Linked DNA regions of Hordeum vulgare: region 1 is linked to region 2. The links are chromatin contacts, called in public Hi-C maps. All regions are on one chromosome and are shown on one strand. The core of a region is the stretch at or near the end of the contact, and the rest is flanking DNA. Distances in the headings are between cores, read along the strand shown. Region 1 overlaps LOC123450552 (mitogen-activated protein kinase 7-like). Region 2 overlaps LOC123419879 (CTD small phosphatase-like protein).

What was found. A called contact is a pair of places that touch in the nucleus more often than the background predicts.
Region 1: a Hi-C map of leaf shows a contact between it and region 2, with 2.7 times the contacts expected there. The contact joins two enhancer-like sites. A contact is called at or near these places in 4 of 6 Hi-C or Micro-C datasets (leaf, seedling and an unstated tissue).

The regions. Positions count from the first base shown.
Region 1 is chr1H:501,858,704-501,864,422 of MorexV3_pseudomolecules_assembly, forward strand. LOC123450552 (mitogen-activated protein kinase 7-like) reads left to right here. Exons shown (of 10, transcript XM_045127736.1): 4 at 49-108; 5 at 429-578; 6 at 663-818; 7 at 950-1,161; 8 at 1,266-1,358; 9 at 1,622-1,698; 10 at 1,798-2,539. The coding sequence ends at 2,141. Among protein-coding and RNA genes, the nearest start is that of LOC123450552, 4.9 kb to the left of the region's middle. Within about 2 kb of position 2,203, at least 1 of the 3 cell types and tissues checked has open chromatin away from gene starts, as enhancers often do. A contact at or near this core is called in leaf, where this site is marked.
Region 2 is chr1H:501,803,451-501,808,420 of MorexV3_pseudomolecules_assembly, forward strand. LOC123419879 (CTD small phosphatase-like protein) reads left to right here. Exons shown (of 6, transcript XM_045107233.1): 4 at 247-753; 5 at 838-1,172; 6 at 1,340-1,492. The coding sequence ends at 1,492. Among protein-coding and RNA genes, the nearest start is that of LOC123419879, 4.2 kb to the left of the region's middle. Within about 2 kb of position 2,666, at least 2 of the 3 cell types and tissues checked have open chromatin away from gene starts, as enhancers often do. A contact at or near this core is called in leaf, where this site is marked.

The DNA of each region.
Region 1 (5,719 bases), core at 953-3,452, 55 kb after region 2:
CCCTACTTGAAACTTAAATCTCACCGTCTTCTCCAACATGATATGCAGGACTATGTTGCGACTAGGTGGTACAGAGCTCCGGAGCTGTGTGGTTCTTTCTTCACCAAGGTAATTAATAATTTCCTCTTCCTGTGGTTTTGTTCATTTTAGTACTGTTTGTGGCATTTCGCTACTTCCTCGTTCTAGAGGGTTGTATAGCCTAAAATTCTAGGCGATTAGTAGATTTTGATCCTTATTCTCTAATCTTTGGATACATCACTGTGCTTTAGAGGAGTATGGCATCGTAGTTATAACAAGGTGTTTGTTCAAGCACTAAAGTTGTGTACAAATTGATATACATTACTTAGTGTTACATTTGCCATCATTCATTTATACCTTTTCAGTTTCTATGTTAACTTGATGATACTAAGTTGACTCTTTCAATGCAGTATTCACCGGCTATTGATACATGGAGCATTGGTTGCATTTTTGCGGAGATCTTGACAGGAAAGCCTTTGTTCCCTGGTAAAAATGTGGTTCACCAGTTGGATTTGATGACTGATTTCTTAGGCTCACCATCGCCTGACATTATTTCTCGGGTATGATTTACCGTTTGCACAAATGTTGTCAATCGAGTACTTCTAGCATAAGGTCCAGTTCTCTAATATTTTTTATCACCGCAGATTCGAAATGAGAAGGCAAGGAGGTATCTGAGCACCATGAGGAAGAAGCTGCCAGTACCTTTTTCAGAAAAGTTCCCCAACGCAGATCCTGCAGCAGTCAAGCTCTTGCAAAAGCTTCTAGCATTTGATCCAAAGGACCGACCGACTGCTGAAGAGGTAGGCATGCATGTCTTAGTGAAACATGAATTTCATGTTAGCATTTTGTGCTCTCATGTGTTCTACTACAAAATCGTACTGTACATTCTAGGTCCATGCGTAATTCTAACAAGTTTTCTGTGCATGATCAGGCGTTGGCTGACCCCTATTTCAAAGGTCTTGCGAAAGTGGAGAGAGAGCCATCATGCCAACCGATTTCGAAAATGGAGTTTGAGTTTGAACGGAGAAAGTTTACCAAAGAGGAGGTCAAGGAACTTATATTCAGGGAGATATTGGAGTACCACCCTCAGCTTCTCAAGGATTACACCAACGGCTCAGAGAAAACCAACTTTCTATATCCTAGGTTTCTACCTTGACATAGTATCTTTATTAAGCTCTTTTCTCCTTTTTATTCTGTCCATCTATGTAGCAATGCTCATTATGTCTCTTGAATTTTCCGCTATGCAGTGCCGTCGACAACTTCCGGAGGCAATTTGCTAACTTAGAGGAAGATGGAGGAAAAGGCGGGGCACCCGAGAGGAAGCATGTTTCTCTGCCGAGGTAACTTACACTAATACAATTCTTCTGAATGTGATCAACTCTACTATCTGGTTCTAAATTATTTGTGCCGCCGCATACATAACTTGTGTTAAAACTACCAAAATGAATTAGTTAATCAATAAGCTTCTGAAAGATGTATCCTTGAATAAATTGGCACACCGTGGTACTTTACAGATCTTGAAAAATCTAGAAGTGTGGAGCCCTAGAGTACAGAAGTTATGTTGGAGTTTCACTATTAACCCTTGATGATGGGCTGCTTGCAGGACTACAACAGTTCACTCTACCCCAATTCCTACAACAAGTGGTCCGGCATCCCAAGCTCCTCAAAGGATCCCAACAGGTAACTTGTTCTGTTTAATTTGGTCTGGTACGTACCTCCTCATTTGAGCTTCAGAGAGAGCACCAGTCTTGACACATTTCATCTCTGACACTATTGCAGCTAGACCAGGCAGAGTGGTTGCCTCGGCGACACCGATCGAGAACGCGGCCTTCGCCGATCGACAAACGGGTCGAAGGATGTCGAGGGACCCTGCGGCGCCTCCAGCAGCAGCTGCCGCGGGCTACACCCTGAGGCCGGATTGCCCCGACAGGCAACAGCAGCAGCAGCAGCAGGAACTGGAAAAGGACCGCACGCGCTACAGGCCGGCGCTCCATTTCAGGGACGCCAGGGTCGCGCCCGAGGCCGAGGCGCGGCCCTCGGCCTACTACATTCCCCCGTTCAACGGCATAGCCGCGGTCGCCGGTGGGTACAGCAAGGTCGGCGCGGCCGCAAGGATGTACTAGGGCGGGCAATGGGCACCGGAGGACGGTGGCCGGGTCGCCGCTCCAGCGAAGGCAGGGGCTGGGAGGGTGAACTCGTCTCAAACTTAGGAGGTACTAGGAAACAGTGGAACAGGTGGTGCTCTTGTCTTGTGTACATATTACCGGCATTCAAGCAATTGGTTGGTTGGTTCCGTGGTCTGCTGCTGCTGCTGTTTCCTGGGTTGATAGATAGATAGGTTGAGAGTTGAAACAGTATGCTCTGCTCTGAGAGGTGAAATGGCCTCTGTTGAGGAGGGAGGAGGGGGTTGGGGGCTGTAGAGTTTTTCGACTTTTTTGTTTTGTTTTGTTTCCGGATGGTGTTAATAGGATGGATGAATAAATGGATGATGGGAGCTCTGATGGGCTTCTCCGTTGGTCAATTCTTGTGTCTGCTGCTGAATCTGTTGTACAGTATGATTTTCTCCTTTAGGCTGGTCATGGTGGGAGTAACTTAGATACAGTAGTAATATAACGCATTCTAAGATTAATTTGTTTATGTGGCATGTCATTAAACATTAATGATAGATGTTTAAAGTAACATAATATATTATTGCAACATAGCACAATCCAAAGCAAAATACTACGTCTAAAATATAATAAATGCAATCATCTACTCTCCCCGTCTCATAATATAATGCAATCATCTACTCTCCCCGTCTCATAATATAAAAAGTATTTTCTTCCGTTCCATAATATAAGAATATTTTTTTACATTAGTGCAATATCAAAAACATTCTTATATTATAAGATGAAGGGGGTATGAGGAAGCGTAAAACCCTTTGTCTCGGGCCGCATTATATTTATAGGATAGATATCTTGACATACAAGTTGATCCTCTAGGAGGTTACAAGAGATAAGAGAGAGTGGTAAAGAGATAAGAGGAAACTAGTTTAAACCAGTTTCCTATACCTATACAGTTTATCTAACATTCCCCCTCAATCTAAACTTCTACTTGCTAAGATTAAGATTGTACTTGAAGTCATCTAACCTTCTCATTGTGAGAGGCTTTGTGAATCCATCAGCAAGTTGGTCACCTGTTGTAATGAACCTTATATCAAGTAATCTCCTAGTTACTCTTTCTCTGACAAAGTGAAAATCAACTTCAATATGTTTTGTTCGTGCATGGAAAACAGGATTTGCTGAAAGATAGGTTGCACCAAGATTGTCACACCATAACCTAGCAGCTTGTGGAACCTTTACCCCAAGTTCATGTAATAGTGTTTGAATCCACATTACTTCAGCTGTTGCATTAGCCAAAGCTTTATACTCAGCCTCAGTGCTTGATCTTGAGACTGTTGCCTGTTTTCTTGCACTCCATGACACCAGATTTGTTCCCAGAAACACAACAAACCCACCAGTTGACCTTCTATCATCTGCACATCCTGCTCAATCTGCATCAGAGTATGCTGACACAAGCATAGATGAGGACTTAACAATCTGAAGACCTAGTCCTTTTGTAAACTTGAGATACCTCAAAATCCTCTTTACTACTGTCCAATGAAAAGTAGTAGGAGCATGCAAATATTGACATACCTTGATAACAGAGTATGGAATGTCAGGACGTGTGCGAGTCAAGTACTGTAATGCACCTACAATGCTTCTATATTTGGTTGCATCATTCGGCCCAAGTGCCTCTCCATACTGTAGGTGGTGCCGCACCGTACGTGTCATTCTCAAATGATGTATCGGAGCAGCGAGATCGAGTGAAGCGTGCGGTGGATAAACCGGCCACGTCCCGGTAACGAGGCTGGAACACACATACGGTGGCTCGGTCGAGTCGATCGAGAGTGCGTGCTCTTGGATGGCTCGGACGTGCGCGTCCATCCGTGGATGCGGATGGCGAGCAACGTACAGCATTCATTTAACTTTCTTTGCACCCTACGCACGTTCAGCAGCCAGGTGAAAGCTGGGTTTGCACTGCAAGTTTGTTACTCATAGTCATAGGTGGGCAGGCTCACAGCGTCAGGCTCGACATGTCTCGGACTAAGTGTGTGTGTGTGTGTGTGTGTGTGCGGGTGGGTATGTCAATCCGTAAATTTTTCTCCCACCTCTGTTCATGGACATTGATGTGGAAGCCGGCCATACAATGCTACTTGCATACAGTTCAAAGGAGATGATTAACACTCCTGTGCACTTGACGCAACTTGAATGCAATGAAAGCTCTATCCTGGACAGCTTGAAAAAAAAGGTCGTTCACGCACGTTCGGATAATATTCTGCTACTCTCGGCCCATATACAGGGCCCGATTCCAACTTGCCGAAAATTCTGAACAAAAGGAACACCGGCTAGCCCAATCGGCCCATTATATAGAAAACAAAAACCCGTCTCTTCACGCATGTTTTAAAATTGAGACTAGCCGTTATGTTTGGTTAGGCCATCCCGAAAATCTTTCTTTCGTCCCTGTAAACCTTGTGACAGTTGAATAAAAGCTTTGCAAGATTGTAAAAAAAAAAACTTCGATCACCCCCGTCTCCGCCAAACTCCCACCGACCGCACCGCCCGATTCATCCGTCTCGCGCCACCGCAGACCCCGCCGCCCCGCGCCTCCGCAGCTCCTGGAGCCACCACCCCCTCCACGCGGCGCGCACTGTAGACGCGACGATGCTACCCCGTCGTCTTACTTCCCGATCGGCATCCCTACCCCCGCACGCCACTACTATTTGTCAACTTCTGGTGAGTGCTCCGGCGAGGTAGCACTATTGTTTCTTCTATTTTTGTCTCTGAACCTACAGTAATTGCACAACTCTTTAGGAAATTTTATGCTTATTAAGTTGCACCCTAATCCTGCAATTCCTGTAACCGTGACGGGAGTTGAAAAAAAATGTTCCCGTTAAATCTTTCTCGGGTTGAAGAAAAAATTAAATCTAGATTTTGGTGACACAACTTGTATCTGTGCACATAGTTGTAGTTTCTATCGCTATTAGTTCAAGCGATGATAACTCAACTTATTATTGTCAGTTCTAATACAGAGGTACTGAATGTTCACACGTTTAACTTCAGCCTCGATGATCCACGGACTTGGTGTTCGTGATGCCCCGGCACCTCCACCGCCTCGTGCACTGGCCCTCAACTCAAAGCCTGTGCTAGATCCTACGAGTTTCCATAAGAAATGGAGCCAACTAGCATTATCTTCTTCTCAGGTGTGTTGCTTTTAAGTTTTTGTCCCTGCTGCATTTCATGATTATGCATGGGCACAGCAGCATACTCTTGTGTCTTTTTATCATCGCATCAAGTTTCTTGTGACTTTAGCAAAGTGATCGCGTGAAATCCTATGTGCTGCCGCTGTCTAATTTGTCTTCCCATGAAGCTCAAGCTCACCTCAGCTTGAGTTTGAAATTAGCCCTTCTGATGTAGTGGTTTTCCATGTTCCTCTAAATGGTTTCACTTGGTTTGACCTTATTATGATTTTACTTTGGTAGTATAGCACAAGAGGATTCTGTGTGATGATCTGCTGCTGTTTGTCGTGTTTGTGTATGGGTCCGTCCTTGAAATTGATCACATTGACGAGTTTGAAATTTGTGATTAACAAATAGGAATGCTCTTTAACTCCACAAGGAGCA
Region 2 (4,970 bases), core at 1,416-3,915:
ACTTGATGCACTTCATGGTAATTTAATATTAAGCAAACTGATCGGGCAAAACTCCGGTACTTGTTATATACTCCCTCTGTCCCAAAATTCTTGTCTTAGATTTGTTTAGATATGAATGCATCGATCTAGTCACGTTTTAGTATTTTGATACATCCATTTCAAGACAAACCTAAGACAAGAATTTTGGGACGGAGGGAGTACTTGTGAACTCACCATTTTGTTATGGTTTCCCTTGTTTTTTTGCAGGTGGAGATGGAATTCTAGCAGCACCTTCCTTTTTTTCTAATGGAGATGGAATTTTAGCAGCACCAAATCGTACTATCGTCAATAGTAATGAAATAACTCAAGACTCGGGTCAGAGTTGCAGCCTGCTGTCCAGCTTTCCAACAGAGGATTCTCCTCTTTATATGCTTGATAGTTCAGATGGGGTTCTAAGTAATAGCTATGCTATGGATGACTTGACAACCATGAGTGGCAGTTACGGAGTACTCCCTTCCAGTCATGAAAATGTAAGGGCCAGCAGTATTGCCTTTGCTGGTACAACTGAAGACTTGTGCTTTGATAATAACCAGCAGTCTCAATTCCTTGGTCAGCCTTCAACTCACTCTTCGCCTGAAATAATTGATCTTACTGAGATGGGTGGCATGGATGAAACTGATGGGGTACCAATGGAAGCACTTACACCTGAATTAGTTGATGACGTACTAATGTCACCGCTTAGGAAGAATGTCACTCTTGCACTTGATCTTGATGGTAAGTTGCTAAATGCTTTTTCTCTCCTGTAGGTTTATTTTCTTGCAATTAAAACTATTGACATGCTCATTTTCTGTTGCATAGGCACCCTTATCCATTCAGCAAGGTGCGACCATGGCGCAGACTTTTCATTCCCTATGCGCCGTGGAGAACAAGAGTACACTGTCTATGTGAAGAAGAGACCACATTTGGACGCCTTTCTTGAAGAGGCTGCTCATATGTTTGAGCTTGTTGTCTTCACGGCTAGCATAAGTTCTTATGCAAACCAACTGATTAATGCACTGGATCCCGAGAACAAACTGATATCGCGGCGTTTTTTCCGGGAGTCATGCGTCTCGGTAGATGGAAGCTATCAGAAGGATCTGACCATTATTGAAGCTGATCTTGCAAAGGTTGCGATAGTTGACAATACCCCAGAGGTAACTTACTCTGAAATCTAAGTCCAGAGGTCATTATTAATAGTTACGATTATAGTGTTATTGACTACCATATTATTGAAATGGATTTGGAAACTTATAATTTATGATTTTGAGAAATTGCCATGACCGATCGATGACTGAAACACTTCTTTTCACACGTGTCGCAGGTTTTCCAACAACAGGTGAATAATGGGATACCCATAAAGAGCTGGTCAAGTGACACGTCTGACATCTCACTGCTTGAGCTGATCCCCTTCTTGGAAACAATTGCTGACGCGGATGATGTCCGACCGATCATTGCAAATAAATTTGCCAACTAAAGATTTGATATACATAGGTTGCAAACATTTGATACCTCTAGTTATTTATTTTTCTCTACAAAGAATCTTTCCATAGTGGAACAAAATGTTTGGTACAATAACTGGACACCTATGTAGTTGCTTTGTTTCGACTTTGATTCCCTAGACTTCGAGGATTTTTGTGCGGGAGAACCAAATTTTCTGAACTGTAATTTGGTATATCTTACCATTTTTTATGTGCAAATATGATGCATAAAATGCCATTGTTTTACAGAGGAAGTTATAGGGTATGAAAGAATATCCATAGGCTTTTTGCCCCATGAACAAACTCATACATGATCCTAATTTATTTGTAACTTCTATCAGTTTCGTCTCATATATATATATATATATATATATATATATATATATATATATATATATATATATGAAATTACGAATAAGAAAGGCAATTTGATTTAAGCAATTATGCATGTGTTTGATTTTTGTATATTTGTAAGATTTGACATGTTCATGTCTTGTATTAGCTAGCCATTTTCCATTATCAACATCCAAGGATTGTTTTTTGCCGACGAAAGAGAATTCATACATTACGTGTATCACCATGCATAAGCATGCTTGATAGTGTGTGGAAAATGCTTGTTTGGAACCAAGGAGAGTAGGCATCCATCACTTGATGGATTGGTACGTAGTTCAAGACCGCTAGAAGAGAAATAAACATTTTTTTTAGAGAAGGAGGATGACCCCCGGCCTCTGCATCTGGGAGATGCATGCAGCCATAGAAGAGAAATAAACATAAATAGAGAAAATTGGTTATTTAGTCAGAAGTTGACTGGTCTTGAATCATACACCAAAAGTTCCTTGTCAATTGGTATATACTACAATTGCGTCCCGGCCCGTCACCAGCCGACGGCTCGGCGGCCAAAAGAGTTGGATCTCATGCTTAAGCTCATGCGGTCCTTGCGGCTGACCCAAACCCAACATCTGGAGCAGGTCGTTGTACTTGTATACAACCCCTGCCTTCTGCCAGCAAGGCCGTACGCTTCCTACAGGAGTACCACATAGCTAGATCATCTGGCGCGGAGGTATCTGTTCCGCATGCAATAAGGATTGGAGCAAGGCTGAAGCGGGGAGGATTGCCTTGGAGCACATGTCTCAGATGGTAGGGCAGGGCGATCAGCACTGGCTGGAACCTGTGATGACCGATCGATTCTTGTACTCACATACTCGGGGGTGGGAATGAGAAGCTGGCCCGGAGAGTGATAGCTGGCAGTGCCCCCTATCTTGTTCCGTACTCTGATCCTGGCAAAGGTGCTACCGTGTTGAACATCGATCGATCGGCCGGAGCCAACTCGTGCACGGATGGACGGCTTCCATGCATTGTCCAAGACAAGCTCATCAACACATCAGGGAGGGCCTACACGATGGAGGAGCTGGTGCAGCATCAGAGGTGGAGGTTGCCGGGTCTTGGCCCGGCCCTTTGGCAGCAGCAGATTTTTTCCCTCCCCGCCCTATCTACCATATTGAAGCATCTGGTTGACCCAAGGTCTTATCAGTTGCTAGTCTGCTTATTCGGTACATCTATTGTACGTATGTAATACAGCAGTATTACCGATTGATGATGACCACACAGCACGATGAGCATGAAACAGTGTGACAGGAAAACCTTGTTCACCAAACAATGGTATCACTTGGTATTCTGCTTACTCCGTTTCTGTATGTACCCAGCAAAAGGACCTTGCATGGTAGCATGGGCCCAAAAGTTCCTTGTCAATTGGTTATTTATGCCGACGAGGCAGCGTAGCGGCGGTGCATGCATAGGTCGGTGCATCCACGGGAACGGCCTCGGGCGATAGCAAGGAACGTGAGTCGCGACGACTACAACCCGAAGGGGTGGTGTAACGGCGGCTCGCAGGTCACGGGAACAGCATGTCACGGCACTATGGCCCAAAGTGGCAACCTAGCGACAACACGCTAGTTGGTGCAGCCGCCGGGAGAAGAACAGGGCGGCGGCGCTGCGGCCCTCGGGGCGACCTGATGCTCGATCGGCTGAGGGGCGTGCTGTACTCGGAACAATCTTTAAGGGGCTTGTGTAGGCCTTTGCAACCGACGGGCTAGATCGGTCACACGACATAGATGTGACGGATCGCATAAGGGCGGGTGATCAATCCGATCGTGCGCGAGGTCGAGAACTTCGCATGGTGGAGGCATACGAGATGAAGCCGGCGACGACGACGAAGGACATAGTCGGCAGCCGGCCCGACGCGGGCGACGAGGGAGGTGGCCGAGCCGGTAAGGCCTACCGCCGACAGCCGACAAGCCAGCAAGCACGGGGCGACCGAAGCCGGGGAGCCCGACAGCCAGCGATGAGGCCGACGAGGAGATGGTTGGGCGGTTGTACACGCACAGTGGAGGCGGGTGGTGATGGAACAATCCCGATCGGAGAAGAGAGGCAGCAACGGGTGAGCAGACGCGCGGTCGATGATCGTGAGGGGTTGTCGCATCGGGCAAAGCCGCCGGGTTGGGGTAGAGGCCCGGTCGCGCCGATGCCGGAGTAGAGGAGCAGTGGTCAACGACGACGGCGGGCGACGGAAACCTATCTTGGATCGAAAAAACAAAAACGGAAACACCGATCAAATTGACCGGCGGAAGAAAGGAAACCCAGATCAACAGATCGGGAAAAAGACTATCTCGGGCAGTCGGTCAACATGACGAGCGGGCGAACCCTAGGTACGGGCGGTGCGATCCCCGGTGGCGTTCATGGAGGCCGATCGCCACGGGGCGGCGCGCGGGACGACGGCTAGGTCTAGCAAAAAGTATAGAATCAATGGCGAAATTGGGCCTGGGGCAATTCGGGTTGTAGCCCCGAGCATGGTCCAACTAGTTCATATACCTATACTAGCAAAGGAATCTCCTATTCACCGCATTTTGTGGTGAATTGGCTAGGTTTCACATAGAGCAGCCTTGTCTGGGCCGGCCCACACAAGAGAATGAAATGTGGTGTAAAACAATAAAGAAAAATGCGGCGCATAAGGCAGGTTTCGAACTCACGATCCATATCTTGTAGGGAGTGGAACCTAACAACCGTAGCTGGTTAACATTCGTGATTCATATGCAGCGCGTAATCTTTAGAACTAACTATATCTGCAGTTTGTATTACTTTCCTTTATTCAAACATTTCTTGAAAATTCTTACTACTTTAAAAAAACCACGAACAAGTTTTGGAAGAATTGTAATGAAAATTTGAAAATCATGAAATATCTCATTTTCAAAAAGTTTGGAAGAATTGTAACGAACATTTTTGGATTTGTGAAAAAATGAAACATCTCATTTAAATTGCAAGCAAATTAAGATATTGTGAAATATATGATTTTTTTGTAACTTTATAAACAAATTCTGAAGACAATAACATTATTTGAAAAGAGTTTTTTTTTAAACGTGAACATTTACATGTTTGTGAACAAATAATTTAATACTCGAACATTTTGTGGCAACATGA